Regions from separate parts of the Mus musculus genome. Here all the other regions are linked to region 2. The links are chromatin contacts, called in public HiChIP or PLAC-seq maps. All regions are on one chromosome and are shown on one strand. Each heading gives the region's core, a stretch centred on a gene start, on an enhancer-like site or on the middle of the called end of the contact. The rest is flanking DNA. Distances are from core to core; before and after follow the strand shown. Region 1 has its middle 52 kb from the start of Nova1. Region 2 holds the start of Nova1 (NOVA alternative splicing regulator 1). Region 3 overlaps Nova1 (NOVA alternative splicing regulator 1).

Region 1 (2,700 bases), core at 62-2,561, 52 kb after region 2:
AGGAACTGATTTCTTTAATAATCTTCTTGAGGCCTTTGATGAATCAGGTATCAATTTCTTACAGAAATTTGATATAGTAAAGAAGATATAATGGTAATGATGGTAAAGTATAGTCATGCCATTTCTTCTTCAGCTGAATTTTGATCCATGTAGACTAGAGATGTGCTAGAGGTAATTGTGAATGAGGGAACTGGTTTATAAGATTAATGTTATTTTAAGAATTTCTAGTCAAACAAGTTTAAATTTTTTCTGTGTAAACTTAACAATTTTAGTGTTTAGACTTTAATTTGTATGTGTAATGCTCCTAAAATTTATTCAATGTATTATACATATTACATTTACATTGTTTATTAAAGTACTATTCCATAATAATATAAATAACGGTGTCTTTACAAAATGGTGGATTGACAAATTGATTCAGCAAGTGAAAGTACCTTCCAAGAAGTCCGGCCACCTGAGTTCAAAAGGAGAGAAATGACTCCTTCAAGTTGTCACCGATTCTCAATAAGTATGCTTTGGCACATGTGTTTGCAAGCACATGGGAGCATGTATAAACAAATATGTGGATGTGATTTTAGAACATTGTAATAGCAAATCGCAATATTTTCCACATGTCCATCAACCAGATTCTCTTCCACTTCTGTCTTTTATATTGTGAGGCTATTCTGGCATTTTAAAATGTGAATGCTTATCAAATGGGTTTCAAATTAGTTTCAAATTGCCCGTCAAATATTATTTATTCAGTAACTTAACTAATAATAATGACTCAAGTAAAGTCATTGCATACTTAAACAGTATATCCAGCCATATTAGTCTCCTGTCCTGTGGACCTGCATTGTGATGAGAAGCAGATTTGGTTAAGAGTACTAGTGCTTTAGTCTCACCTCTCAATGGTGCTCTGAAGAATAGATCAATGGGACAATGTGGTTCATGCTTTTCAGATCTCTTTGGCCAGGATAAAAATAAATATATACTTATTTTGGGAGAAAAAAAATTCTTATTTTCTCTTCTTAGTTAGATCAGAGAGAATTCTGTGAAAATTGTAGTCTTGTTGCTTACTTATGGATTTTTTTCAGTAATTATTTGGTTACAATGGATTTTCATTTTTTCAGTAATTACTAAGCATGTAGACAATAAAGATTTTACTCTCCTCTCTTTGTAGTTTCCTCATTAACACAAAGGATCTGTCAGTATTTTCTCCTGAAATCAGCTGATTCGTTTCCCCTTTTTATTCACTCTTGGGTTCCCCTTTTATTCCCGTTAACATTGCCTTTCCTCATTCTAAAGTTAGCTCTTTGCAACTGGAATATCTTCTTGCCAAAATCCTTCTGGCAATTGGCCAGTGTTTTCAGTACAGCTACATGTCAGCTCCCTTCAGACTATTTCTTTGTTTGTCTTTACATCCATCTTCCTCCCTCTGCAGTAGTTTCTGTATTAGAAATTACAGCTTGATCTTTACTGAGGAGGGAGTCATATTCTCTACTTAGCAGAAATGAAATAGAGTGTTTCTTCATTCCCTGAAACCAATACAATCAAGGTAGGATTTGAGGGCTCTGCAGATCACTTAAACTTGGGGCAAACAAATGGAGTACAAAGTAGCTTGCTGGCTCCTTTAAACTGTATTTGGTACAAACTCAGTGTATTGAGAAAAAAGATGTTAAATTTTAATCAACTAGGCTTTTTATTATTTGAAAAAGCTTCAATTTGTCAAGCTTAAAAATTATTTAATCCATCCCGAAGCCACACAATTGAATTTTCAGTAATAGCGGTACAAACCATTCCCAGATTGTTTTGACAATGCGGTTCAAGAATATGGCCTGTGGTCTGTCACTGCCAGGTTCTGGAACTTTGTTAGATTTGTTCAACATTTTCATATAAAAGTACAGCATCCTGACATAAAATCCCAACAGGTATAAAACCTGTTGTCATTGCCTGTTTTTTCATGTCCTATAAAACTGATTAAATAGCCTTCCATTTTTATTCTGGTAGCAAAGAGCACATTTCCATTGCTTGCTCTCTCTCACATTTGAAAACGATTTGCTAAGACAGAAAATGCACAATTCTCAGTATTAAGAAATCTGGGATTCATCAAGTTTATTTTTTCCCTGCTATTAATAATGTCTATTTTTGTTGTTTTTAATATTTTAAAGAGTTTGTTTGAAAAAATGGCAACTGATAAATTGGGAAACTTCAACTCCAATATTGCCTGTCGTATCATTGAGGAACTAATGGAGTGAGGTTTTTTACAGTATGCACAGTGAAGTAACGCAAAGAATACATGCTATCAGTTACATCTACATAACTAGCTTAGTGCTCATCCTCAGGAGAAGCCCTAGTTCTCTGAGTTGTTTCGAGCCTTCTCATAGGCTTTTCTTGAGCTTCAATTTACCTAAATGTAGAGACTTAGAAAACCGGAACAAATCAAGCTTCACTTTGCATTTGCAAATTAACCAAAGTTAAGTTCCCTCACATCTACCTACCTCAAGATTGATTCTTCAGTTCTGGTATCCATTTTAGTTCACTTTAAAAGATATATCTAACCTTAATGTTCCATTCTTTTATTTTTTAAATTGAGGACAGGTTCTTCTCTTACACAATGTATCACAACCTATGCTTACATATCCTACACTCCTCCTAACTCCTCACTACCTCCCCCATCCCTCAGGTCCACTCCCACTCTGTTTCCTATTTAGAAAAAAC
Region 2 (2,700 bases), core at 25-2,524:
TATCCGACTTTAAGTATACAAAACAACCATCTTCCTGCAAAATAGTCCACCCAAACTGTAGGGAGTATTCCAAGCCGTGAGAAACTGCCAAGGGGAAAAAAAGCGTCAATGTGGTGGACTGAGAATCTAAGTAATCCCGATGTATTTCCGCGGCACTTCTAAGTCTACTATGATCTCGGCTAAGCTCATTAATTAAAAGACCTTAAGAAGAATCTTGCCAATACTAAAAAGCTTACGAGTTATTTATTCTAAATACACTCCAAAGTCACCAAATAGATAACGCTCCATCTCCAAAAGAACCATAAAACGGAGACGGGGGCGGGGGGAGGTTCGATGAGCCGTGAAAAAAAAAAAAGAAAAATGAAATGTTTCAGAAAATAAAGCCAACTCCATAAACTTTAGTTTCCGTCAACCTGATCACGTCTTAAATAGGAAACTTCGCGGTAAATCCAGCTCTTTACTGGGAACGAGTATTCCGAATTTTTTGCGATGTGCCACTCACAAGACCCCCATCCATTTCTAATGTATATGCTGGAGATAAATTCACCTCTGCTTCGATGCATTGGATGCATTGTTAAGATGACTCCAGTGCAAATGAAGAAGCGATAGCGGTCCCGTTATAACTCATCTTCCGAGGAAGCGCAGGATGTTAACTAACAAGTCACCGTACCAGACACCCCCCTCGTATGCATACCCTTGAAGACAAATCAATGCGATATTTGTACCGACCATGTAAGTGCGCTCAGGGCATGCACTCATCAAGATTTTGCATACTACTTGTGGCCCAGAGCAAGGGGATGAACAGAGGCAAAAGTCTCCGGTGCCCCCAGCATCTGCAAGCCGCTACCCAAGTGCCATTTATTTATTTATTTGATCAGACTGTTAAATGCAGCGCGCATCTTCAGGCGGCCATCACCTCTCGCGGGGGGCGGCCCTGGGAGCGGACCCTGTCGCCGGGGCCAGCACCGGCTGGGGCGAGCGGGTCGGCTCAGAACCCCGGGTCGCCATCTTGATGAGACGGGGCCGGGGCAGGTGCAGGGGAGGGGGCGCGGGACGGCCGGCGGCAGCGGCCACGGCGCGGGAGGGCGGCGGGGACGGGGCGGGAGGCGGAAGCGATACCCACCGCCCGTGTTGGTCCTCTTGGTGCTGCCGGCTTCAGGGGGCGCTTCAAGCGGCCTTTTCCGCGAGTCCGGCGGGTCCAGATCTATGGGAACCCCCGTATGGGTCCCGTTCTGCTGAATGGGAGCTGCCGCCATCATGCTTGCAGTTCCTGCCGCTGCACCGGGAGAAGCGGCTCCCTTTTGTTTTGGCTTTTTTTTTTTTTTTTCTCGTTTGGGGTTGCTAAGGTTTTTTTTTTTTTTTTCTTTTTTTTTTTTTTTTTTTCTTTAATCGGATCAATAGCAGTCTGAGGCGGCGAGCAGTGTGGCTGATGTGCTCACTGGGGAGGGGGCAGGGCGCGGAGCAGCTGCAGTGCAGTGTCGGCTAGGAGCGGGAATGGAGGGGGTGTGGGAGCCGGAGGGTGAAGAAGGAGAAGAAAGCGGCGGGCAGAGCGGGAGTGAATGAGCGGAGGAGGCGCGGGCGGCCGGGAGGAGGGCGAGTGAATGAGCGGGAGGAGGAGCGGCCGCGGGCGGCCGGAGCGGCGGACCCGGCTAACGCGGCGCTCGCTCCCGCTGCTGCCGCCGCCGCCGCTGCCTGGGCGCGTGTGCCGCCTGCGCTGCTCCGCGCCGCTGCCGCCCGCCCGCGCTCATCGTGTCTCCCGCGCGTGGGGGGCGGCGGGCGGGGGCCGCGAGGGGCCGCGACTCCCACACGCGCCGCGCGGGGCCGGCCTCCGCGCCGGAGTCTCCGCCTGCGGGGCGGCGGGCGCGCGCGGGCTTGGCGGGGGCGCGCGGGCTTGGCGGGGGCGCGGAGCGGGCCGGGGCGCTCCCGCGGGGAGGCGGGGTGAAAGGTCGCGGGGCCCAGGCAACGCCGCTCAGGCAAACGTCAGCGGCTTGCCGCGGAAACCCAGGGGTCCACAAAACGCGCTAGGCGGGGAGGCGGAGCCGTGCGGGGAGTGACGGCAGCAGCAGCCAATGACAGCCGAGCGAGGGAGCCGGGCGGGATCCTGGTCCAGCTGGGACTTGGTGGTGACAGTTTGGGCTAGTCCGGGAAGGGCGTCTGAGTGACCGCGGGGAGGGGTGGACGGCTCAGGCAGGAGACCAGAAACCCAGCTGGGACCCGGAGAGTTCGGCAAAAGGCATTCATTAGCATCTCTGGGAGGCGGTTTTCTAAAGGAGATGTCATCAGAGGATTTCTTTCTCGCACCGTGTGACACTGTCGGGGACTTACTGTGTCTTGGCGCCTTATGTGCTTTCGGGAGCAAGCCAGGATATAAATAAATAAAGCGATATGTGGTCTCCACAGGGACCCGGGAGGCAAACTGAAGAGGCAACAGCTGAGGGTGTACGCAGCTTCACACACTGCACGAAACACAGATGAAGGCATCTGGGCACCCACGACTTACATAGCTTCGGGCGGTTTCAGGATCCTGATCCTCAGCCCTTCCACACTGGAGGGGGCGGGAGGGGGATGCGGGAAGTGTGGCTAAGCTAGCATTATAAAAGACCCTAGAGGTTATCTAGTCCAGTCCTTCTGTAGATAAGGAAAGTGACTCAGGGTATTTTGTTCAAGGTCATGCATCAAGTTAGTATTTTAAGTCCTGAT
Region 3 (2,700 bases), core at 86-2,585, 56 kb before region 2:
AGCTCAGCATTCACAAACCTAAGTACATATTTTCAGACATGAGCTTATACATTGAGAAATAAAAAGGAAATCCAGTTTATTTCACATTCTAAAGTAGGACAATGAGAGGCTGGCAGTCGATTAGGGGTAGGGAAAGCTAAAAAGACAAGGACAGAGTGGAGGAGAGCTAAGAGGAGAAAAAGAGGAAGAGAAGGTGGAAGAGGGAGGGAGGATGGAGGGAGGGAGAAAAAGGGAAGAAGAGAAGAGTAGAAAATGAAGATGTAAAATCACAAGTTTGGGATATTGCCTTAGAAATGAACAGGCTTCCTATAATTTGGTGGAGCATGCACACACACACACACACACACACACACAAATGTTTACAAACAGTGTAGTAGAATGGGATGGCTTGAACCCCCAATTGTGAGACTGGCATGGGGAAATACAGCAAGACACCTAAACATCACCATACATATATAAGTTACATTCTGACAAACTCCACATGTTATTACAGGTGAGTGAGTTGTGGGGAGGAAGGGGATGAGAGGGGTACACTAGTGATCAGGGAGCTAAGGGGTGAGAGCAAGAACAATGCATGACACACATGCATGGCGTTTTAAAGGAACAATTTAACAAAAGATACTAAAAATTTAGTACTGCACCATGCCACACACACATTAAAACCTTACATACATGTTCGCCAATGAAATGAGGCAATTTTAGAATAAAAGTCGGAGGAAGATTACAGACCAAGGAACACAGCAATGATGGGAAGGCTTGACCAAACCAAGGGTGGTGAAGCTAAAGAAGGCAGAGAAAAATTGATGTAGATTTTTAGTCAACATGTAATTTCTGGAACACATGTAATTCTTACTTCTGCCAGAGAATGCCAAAAGCAGGAGCCAACAGACAGTAAAGGAAACGAGATGAAAATCGTGGGCAGGATTTTATCAAGACAGAAAACATCATCACAATAGAAGTGCAGGCACAATGACAGGAAAGAGTAAGGCAAGAGAGGTTTAATCCCTTGGGTACTCCAATCCTTTATTTGGTTAATTACTATGGGAATGATAAAGCCAAGTGGACTGACTTAGTACATAACCACGACCCTCATGTGGCTCTATGTAGCTGGGCATCCACTTTTTATAAGTACAGAAAAATCAAAGTTTCTTTGTAATAAATGCACAATAATCATATAAGGATTACCTATGATAATAATCTAGGAACCAGCCCAGGGTCATGTACAGGGGTTAGTTATACAACAAACACGGGAGGAGCAGGGCTAGGAGACCTCTTATTGCAGAGGAAAGCCACAGTGAAGACTAGGTGTGAGCTGGCAGCACAGAAGACAGTGACCCAGTGGTCCAGATGGACAAAACGGACAATGGTAGAAAACAACACAGACACACACAGAGACACACACAGAGACACACACAACATTTTTGTGTTGCAAGTGACTACTAAAACTTCAACAACACCACCACAGTCTGGAAACAAAGAATGAGTCAGTTGGGGACTAGGGAGGATCAGGTCACACACTGTGACAAGCACTTGGATTTCACCTTGCACACAATGGAGTTGGGAGGCTTCGAGGCTTTAGTAACACACGGTTTTCAGATATTGCACTTGTAGCAGATGTTAAGCGCTCTTTCAAGTATGTTTATTATTTTCCCCACAACAACCCTGTGAGGTAGGTGTAATGATACGCAATTAACAGTCAAAACAAAACAAAACAAAAACTTTAAACTTGTTAAGCAATTTACACTTGATTAAGTCGCTACATATGACAGTTGGATTTCCAGATTGCACTACAAAATACATTCGAAAATCGAAACACACAGGAATACATACATCTACACACAAGTATTAACAGGACACATGGCAATTTCTATCCTTATGTCAACGAAGCAACAAATGTTTGCTACTTCAGTATTATAATCAGGTTTGTGGCATCAGTGGCTTTTTATGAAAACACACTCAAAAATTCAGACTGATGACATATACACTGAAAATACTACATTTACAAAAATAAACAGAAATTAGTTAAGATTTATTCTTAAATTATCTAAATTCTAATTGTACATGTTATTCTATTGAAAATAAATTATCTTTTCAATAATTAAAACAGGATATGATATGCTAAATTTGTCTTAAATGAAGTAATTAAAATACTGGCCATTTAGCACGAACTATAAAGTTATCTGTCTATATAGTGCTAGGGACCAAAACATTTCTCTCTGTGACTCTGGTAAATAAAATACCTGAAATGTTTCGCCTACTGATTGAATACAATAATTTGTTTTTTATTTTTAATACTTGATGCTAGAACACACTATAATTTTATATGTTTTGGATAATGTAAAATATATTTCTAAATCAAAAGATATTCTACAAATCTGTAGATAACATTTCAAAATCCCAAACTATAGAACTATTTAGAATTTATTTTAAAATAATTTAAGGTACATAAATCTTTCTTGCAAAATTTTCTACTTGGGCTTTCATTTACATCAGTTTCACTTTGCTCCTAAAATTACTTTTCAAGTTCCTCCATGAAATCTGGGAACTGCCAGAACATTACTGACAGGTGTCTGAGGACCCATCATTTAAGAAGTTAAATTTTTATTTTTACAATTGACTTTATTTTTCTTATTGCAAATTGAAAATTGTAATGCAGGGTAAACATTTGCAAATTCATTAAGGTTTAATTATTCCTATGCT

The links. HiChIP or PLAC-seq counts read pairs in DNA pulled down with a chosen protein or histone mark.
Region 1: an H3K27ac HiChIP or PLAC-seq map of microglia shows a contact between it and region 2, with 3 times the contacts expected there. The contact joins the enhancer-like site here to the promoter of Nova1 in region 2. A contact is called at or near these places in 1 of 15 datasets of contacts at CTCF or cohesin (the NIH/3T3 cell line), 4 of 115 datasets of contacts at active chromatin or transcription factors (the SCID.adh cell line, microglia and neural progenitor cells) and 3 of 9 other capture datasets (adipose tissue, liver and pancreatic islet).
Region 3: an H3K4me3 HiChIP or PLAC-seq map of the SCID.adh cell line shows a contact between it and region 2, with 11 read pairs. The contact joins the enhancer-like site here to the promoter of Nova1 in region 2. A contact is called at or near these places in 3 of 484 Hi-C or Micro-C datasets (the G1E-ER4 cell line, the N1E-115 cell line and nephron progenitors), 2 of 115 datasets of contacts at active chromatin or transcription factors (the SCID.adh cell line and embryonic stem cells) and 2 of 9 other capture datasets (adipose tissue and liver).

Annotation. Positions count from the first base shown.
Region 1 is chr12:46,869,015-46,871,714 of GRCm38.p6, forward strand. No RefSeq gene overlaps it. Among named protein-coding and RNA genes, the nearest start is that of Nova1, 52 kb to the left of the region's middle. Within about 2 kb of position 1,312, at least 8 of the 459 cell types and tissues checked have an H3K27ac peak or open chromatin away from gene starts, as enhancers often do. A contact at or near this core is called in microglia and neural progenitor cells, where this site is marked.
Region 2 is chr12:46,817,493-46,820,192 of GRCm38.p6, forward strand. It overlaps Nova1 (NOVA alternative splicing regulator 1), which reads right to left and starts at 1,275. Exons shown (of 5, transcript NM_021361.2): 1 at 1,124-1,275. The coding sequence starts at 1,259.
Region 3 is chr12:46,761,601-46,764,300 of GRCm38.p6, forward strand. All of the region lies in intron 2 of Nova1 (NOVA alternative splicing regulator 1), which reads right to left. Among named protein-coding and RNA genes, the nearest start is that of Nova1, 56 kb to the right of the region's middle. Within about 2 kb of position 1,336, at least 1 of the 459 cell types and tissues checked has an H3K27ac peak or open chromatin away from gene starts, as enhancers often do. A contact at or near this core is called in the SCID.adh cell line, where this site is marked.